2 separate regions of the Mus musculus genome follow, and region 1 is linked to region 2. Evidence: chromatin contacts called from public HiChIP or PLAC-seq data. All regions are on one chromosome and are shown on one strand. The core of a region is the stretch at or near the end of the contact, and the rest is flanking DNA. Distances in the headings are between cores, read along the strand shown.

Region 1 (3,053 bases), core at 64-2,563, 140 kb before region 2:
AGAGAAATGCCTTCTCCTGAGACAGGAAGCCCAGAGAAGCAGCTTTCTCTGCTTTGAACCTGTGTCCTGCTGCTGACTCCTGCTGAGTTCATGAGGATGGGCATCTGGCTATGGACTGTGGAGTGCATGAAGATGAGGGGCTGCAGCATGTCACCAGTAACAATGCCGGACAGAGCAGCAGGCTTCCCTAGGTGCTCCTTCAAAGTCAACAGCAGCCTGTGTGTATGTGTGTGTGTGTGTGTGTGTGTGTGTGAGAGAGAGAGAGAGAGAGAGAGAGAGAGAGAGAGACAGATGTTGGGAGCCGCCCCCACATTCGCCGTCACAAGATGGCGCTGACATCCTGTGTTCTAAGTGGTAAACAAATAATCTGCGCATGTGCCAAGGGTATTTTTCCACTACATGTACTCTGCCTTTCCCGTGACGTCAACTCGGCCATGGGCTGCAGCCAATCAGGGAGTGATGCGTCCTAGGCGAAGGATAATTCTCCTTAAAGGGGACGGGGTTTCCGCCATTCTCTCTCTTGCTCTGCGCTCTGGCGCTCTGACGCTCTGGCTCCTAAAGATGTAAGCGGGGGGGGGGGGGGGGGGCTTTCGTTTTTGGGGCTTGGGGCTTGCGCTCCTGGCTCCTGAAGATGTAAGCAATAAAGTTTTGCCACAGAAGATTCTGGTTTGTTGTGTTCTTCCTGGCCGGTCGTGAGAACGCGTTTAAGAGACAGAGACAGACAGACAGACAGACAGACAGACAGACTGTGTGTATATGTTTGTATATATGTATGTATGTATGTATGTATGTATGTATGTTTGTATGTGAGCATATGAGTGTAGGTGTGTGTGTGACTGCGTGTGTGACTGTGTTTGTGTTGGGTGCTGGGGAAGAGGAGTGCTGAACTTGTGAGTCTTCCCCAGAGAACCCTCTGAGGATCTGCCATTCTCTGTGACTACAAGCTATTTTCAGACATTTCAGCAGTGCTCCCTTCCTCGTTAAGGAAGGATGGCTCAGGGGAGCTGAGCGCAAGTCCACACCAAGCTCTGGACACAGCTCAGAAGATGCAAGCCTGCAGGGTCCACCAGGAAGGAAGCACACTCACCCTGGCTGCCTGTGCCCGTCACTGTGCAGGAATAGTTATACCAAAGCCCTTTCTTTCCCTTTCTGGTCAGGATTTATTTCTGAAAACAATTTGTTCTTCTCTCCTATCAATGTGACTTGCCTTTTTCTGAATGTGAACCACAGGCCACATGCCACCAGAGACATCTTCTAGGTATGGTGTGAGGCGCTGCCCGCAGTATGTGAAGTACACCCGACCTTTGGCTGGCTGCCCTGGAGGAGGTGGAGTCCCCTCGGTCCTCTCCCAGCCGATTCCTGCCACATCGCCTACAGCAGAAAGCAGGATACAGTTTACTATTTCCCAGTTTACTATCAGGTGACCTTCTAATATGCAATTATGCGATGAGAGCCAAAAGCAGCCCCATCTGTCCCCTGAGTTACAAGATAGAGGCTCTAAGGGAATGGCTTCAGAATATGAGAGCTGTGGTATAAAACTCAGACGACAAGGGCAAGTGTTTACTTTTTACTCAATGACAGATGACCCATTTCCAATTGCTAAGTTTATTTAACTTTAAACCATTTAGGTCCAAGGCTGGCACCCACAGAAGCATGCAGGGTAAGAAGGCCCCACCGCACTGACCAGGAGAGAGTGTGACATCTAAGCGGACGCTCTTCCACTGCAGTAGACTGGAGCCATTGTAGTGTACAGCTCGGCCATTGCTGAAAGGAGAACAAGAAAGTCAAGGCTGAGACTCGTGGAGGGAAGGAGGGAGAGAAGGCAGGGGCCAGCAAGGAAGGAACCCCCGCAGTCAAGAGCAATGCTTTCCCAAACATTCCAACTAGCAAGGTCCACACTTGGCTTGAGGCTACTCTGCTGTTGCTTGAGGATAACAGCTCAACAGACACCAGTCTGCAGAGCAGCAGCATGGTATGTGAATTCAGAACGGAATGGAAAGAAGAAAGACGCACTCCTGCTGCAGGGCTACAAGGAAGGAACCATGGGGAGGAACACAAGCACCAGAGAGAAAAATATCACTTTCTCTCCACATTTCCTCAGTCACACAGCCCCACTTTGGTTCCCTGAATACCCATAACACCTATGGGAAGTCACTCTCCCTGGAATCCTGATCCATGAAAGGGTATCACTATGCAGCCCTGGCTAGCCTGGAACTTACTAACAGACCAGGTGGCCCTCAAACTCACAACGATTGGCCACCTCCTGAATGCTGGGATAAAGGCGAGCCCACCCATGCTGGGCAGCACTTTTCCTTACTTGTGGAAGAGGCAAGTGCCCACTGGATTGGTCCATGCCCCATCTCGCTTCTCAGCTTCTGTAGCGAAGCCAAATGAGACGATTGGTCCAGTGTCATCATCAGTGTCTCCATAGGAAACAATCTCAATTTCCCAGTAGAAAGATGGGGCCTGAAGAGACGGCAGCAGAGGGTGATGTCAGAGGGAACTGGTGGCCAGGCCTAGCACCTGCCGCGTCTTTCCGGTCAGAGGTGTGAGAAAAGGCAGGTCGACAGGAACCTTCTCACCTGAACAGGCAAGGGCGAGGTGGCATAGATGAATGTGCCCCGGGGAAGACCTCCTCCAGCGCTGGGGTCAGCCAGGAAGGTCACAGAGGTGAGGTGAGATGAGAACATGCAGGCACGAACTGGAGGGAACACTCGAGAAGGGCTCCAGGTGATCTCTTTGGGCTGCAATTGGGGACAAAAGGGAGGATTCCACTCAACAAAGCAGATAAATCTCATTAGTCTCTCAGAGAAGAAAATAATTTCTATCTGATATGATCAAAATTTGGGTTCTCTTTTCTCTTTTGCATTTTTGTTATAATGCTGGGAATGGACTCCAAAGTCTTACACCTGCTACTCATGGGGTCTCATTCAATGACACCCTCCCTGTGCATCACCATCATACATTATGCAAGTCTGTCTTCTGGCTCAGGGGCGAGAGCACTGGGAGCTTTCTGGTCTCAGACACTGCATGCACATGGCAGGAGAGACACC
Region 2 (3,320 bases), core at 525-3,024:
AACTGCAGTCTGAAGCCATGAAATTGGAAAGTTTCAGAAATAGTTCACCAATTTAATTTAAAAAATCTGTGTGTGGGTGCATGCAGGTGCTCACTGGGCTAGAAGAGGGTGTCTGGTCCTTTGGAGCTGGAGATAAGATAGTTAGTTATAAGTAGCCAGGTTGGTGCTGGGAATTGAAACCTAGTCCTCTGAGGAGCAACTATTTCTCTCTCTCTCTCTCAATCTCTCTCTCTCTCTCTCTCTGAGACAGGGTTTCTCTGTATAGCCCTGACTGTCCTGGAACTCACTCTGTAGACCAGGCTGGCCTCGAACTCAGAGATCCACTTGCTTCTGCCTCCCAAGTGCTGGGATTAAAGGCATGCACTACCACTGCCTGACTTTTGGGCAGCTAACTCTCTTATCTGCTGATCCATCTATGTAGCTTCTAGTTCATCAGTTTCATAACTTTACACTTCATTAAGATGGAGCTGTTCAAGAAAGCCACATTCATCTAACAAAGTCCCCCTCCCCAACCCCCGTAGCAGCGTACTGGTACTAACAATTTGGACATTTGGAAGGAGAAGTTATGAAGTGTTTCTTTGAAGTGAAAAGGTCAGATTTCTTAATTTAGAAAAAGGATCACTTGTTAGGATTGCTAATCCCGGTATGGGTGAAACTGCAAAAAACATTTGTGTTAATTTTAGTTCAAGTTGTAAAAGTATGGCCGTGGTACATAGGTTGTCTCTTTTCTCATAAACAAACAAAACAAAAAATATTCAACGGGAGAGGCTGGTGAGATGGCTCAGCAGTTAAGAATACTGAGTGCTTTTTCAGAGGTCTTAAGTTTTGTTTCCAGCACCCACATGACAGCTTACAACTGCCTGTAACTCCAGTTCCAGGAACTGTTGTTCTTTTCAGATCTTGGGCTCTAGGCACTCATGCAGTTACACACATACTTACATGCAAGGCAACCACTAATACACTAAACATTAAAAAATACAAAGTAATATATATATATATACATATATATTTCTAGCCGGGCGTGGTGGCGCATGCCTTTAATCCTAGCACTCGGGAGGCAGAGGCAGGCAGATTTCTGAGTTTGAGGCCAGCCTGGTCTACAGAGTGAGTTCCAGGACAGCCAGGGCTACACAGAGAAACCGTCTCATAAAACCAAAAAAAAAAAAAAAAAAAGTAATATATATTTCTTTTTGACAGGGTCTCCCTACTTAGATGTCCTGGAACTCACTATACAGACCAGGCTGGCCTCGATTTCACAGTGATCCACTTGCTATTGCCTACCTAGTGCTGGAATTAAAGGCGTACGCCACCTTGCCGGGCAAAAGGAGTAAATCATAAAACATTATGTGTATGGATATGTGCCCGTGAGTGCAGTGCCCGAGGAGCCACAAGAAGAGAACGGCGGATCCGGTAGAACCAAATTTACAGAAGGTTGTGGGCTGCCCCATACAGGTAGGTGTTGGGAATCGAACTCGTGTTCCCCCTCCCTTATTTGTTTGCTTCTTTTCCCGTGTGCAGCCGCCCTGGATGCATATTGTGTATTGTGTCCTCGCACCTATGTGCGACGTCCCCGTTTAGAAGAATCGTCCAGGCGTTCACGGGTGTAGCCGCACCGATTCAGAGGAGGAATCCCACACCAAACTCCCTAGCACTGCTCAGGGCCCCGCAAACCGGAAGCAGATAGTGGCCGTGGCGGCGGCGCGCGATGACGTCACGCAGGCGCCGGCGGCCAGGGGCGGGGGCGCGGGCGAGGGCGGAGCGAGCCGGGCGGCGGGGCGGCCGCGCAGTGTCCGGGATCCAGGCCTGGCAGGGGGTTGTGCGCGCGCGGCCGGCCGGCTCTGCCCGCACCCGTGTCGGCTCCGGAGCGGGGCCTCGCTCGGGCCCCCTCCATGTGACGGTACCCCGCGGAGCCTGAGCGAGCAGCGGGTCCGTGCGGAGCCGGAGACGGGAGGAACATGACATCGCGGAGGTGAGCCGCCCGCAGGGGCCGGGCCGCGGCCTGGGTCCCCGCTGCCTCTGGACTGCGCGGGCCGCCGGGGGTCACACCGGGGACTCCCCGTCGGCTTGGCTTCCCCGCCGCCCCGCCCGCGGGTCCCCATTCATTTCCTGCCGCCCCGAGTTCCTGCTCCCGCGGCCCGGGATGCCCGTGGGGACACCCGCGGCCCCGGCCGGCCGCCGCATTCCTGACCCATTGCCTCATGAGCGTCGCCTCCTGGGGATTCCGAAATAACCCCGCGCGCTCGGGGAGGCGCCCGGGCCACCGCGGGGCCTTCACACAGGACCCTTTCAGGTGCCCCCTTTTTGCGTCTTCGCCCTCGCCCCCAAGTGCCAGAAGTGGGAAAACTGAAGCTCTCTGCAGCGGCTGGGAGTGTTCCCTCCCCACTGTGATCTTTGCTTTGAAAGGTGGGAGGAAAGGGAACCGTATCTGGCCGTGGGATTGTCCCCTCTGTTTGACGAATGTGGAAACTGAGGCTCGGGAATAACGTGCTCGTCACAGGACAGGATTTGAAGCTTAGATTGGAGGCGAATGAGTGAGTTTCCACTTCAGGGTAACGAGACTCCATTAGTGACATTGACTTTGCTCTTACTAGAAGCCAGCTTAACGCGTACCGCAGTGGTACGAGGTGGGTGGTGGAATCCCTTTCCTAAACATGACCAAATTGAGTTTTCAGGATGAAGTACATTGTGGCATGTTACCTGGTAAGAGGTGCAAGTCTCTCACTGTGTTGCCCAGGTTAGCATCCAGTGTACATTTCCCCTTTATCTCAACCCCTTTAGCGCTGGGGTTACAGGCCGGATCACACTATAAGGACTTGTTTAGTTTTAAAATCAGCTTTAAGCCCGACGTGGTGGCGCACGCCTTTAATCCCAGCACTTGGGAGGCAGAGGCAGGCAGATTTCTGAGTTCGAGGCCAGCCTGGTCTACAAAGCGAGTTCCAGGACAGCCAGGGCTACATAGAGAAACCCTGTCTCGAAAAACAAAAACAAAAAACAAAACAAAACAAAACAAAAAAACCAACATTTTTATTGAGATAAGTTGCACCTGATTCGGCGGACAGTTTGATTAAACCTTGACTTATGCGTATACTTGAGACCATTACAGCAGTCAAGATAATGAACATATCCACGACTCCTGGTGAGGTTTCCCTCAGCTTGGTCTTACCAGTCCTCTGCTTTCCCTCCGACCACGGTTCTGTTGCTACCTTTCTTAGGATTTTAGATTAATGGCATTACACAAATATGAGCTGTTTTTTTTTTTTGTTTTTTGTTTTTTTTTTTTTTTTTGTTTGTTTGTTTTTTTTTGCGTTGGGGGCGGGGAG

The links. HiChIP or PLAC-seq counts read pairs in DNA pulled down with a chosen protein or histone mark.
Region 1: an H3K4me3 HiChIP or PLAC-seq map of bone marrow-derived macrophages shows a contact between it and region 2, with 2.7 times the contacts expected there. The contact joins the enhancer-like site here to the promoter of Ptpn11 in region 2. A contact is called at or near these places in 1 of 39 promoter capture datasets (fetal liver), 4 of 115 datasets of contacts at active chromatin or transcription factors (the SCID.adh cell line, bone marrow-derived macrophages, effector CD8 T cells and 1 more) and 3 of 9 other capture datasets (adipose tissue, liver and pancreatic islet).

The regions. Positions count from the first base shown.
Region 1 is chr5:121,327,776-121,330,828 of GRCm38.p6, reverse strand. Hectd4 (HECT domain E3 ubiquitin protein ligase 4) reads right to left here. Exons shown (of 76, transcript NM_181421.4): 46 at 2,583-2,744; 47 at 2,318-2,466; 48 at 1,685-1,764; 49 at 1,208-1,371. Among named protein-coding and RNA genes, the nearest start is that of Gm24671, 28 kb to the left of the region's middle. Within about 2 kb of position 1,313, at least 84 of the 459 cell types and tissues checked have an H3K27ac peak or open chromatin away from gene starts, as enhancers often do. A contact at or near this core is called in bone marrow-derived macrophages, embryonic stem cells and pancreatic islet, where this site is marked.
Region 2 is chr5:121,189,851-121,193,170 of GRCm38.p6, reverse strand. It overlaps Ptpn11 (protein tyrosine phosphatase, non-receptor type 11), which reads left to right and starts at 1,774. Exons shown (of 16, transcript NM_001109992.1): 1 at 1,774-1,969. The coding sequence starts at 1,956.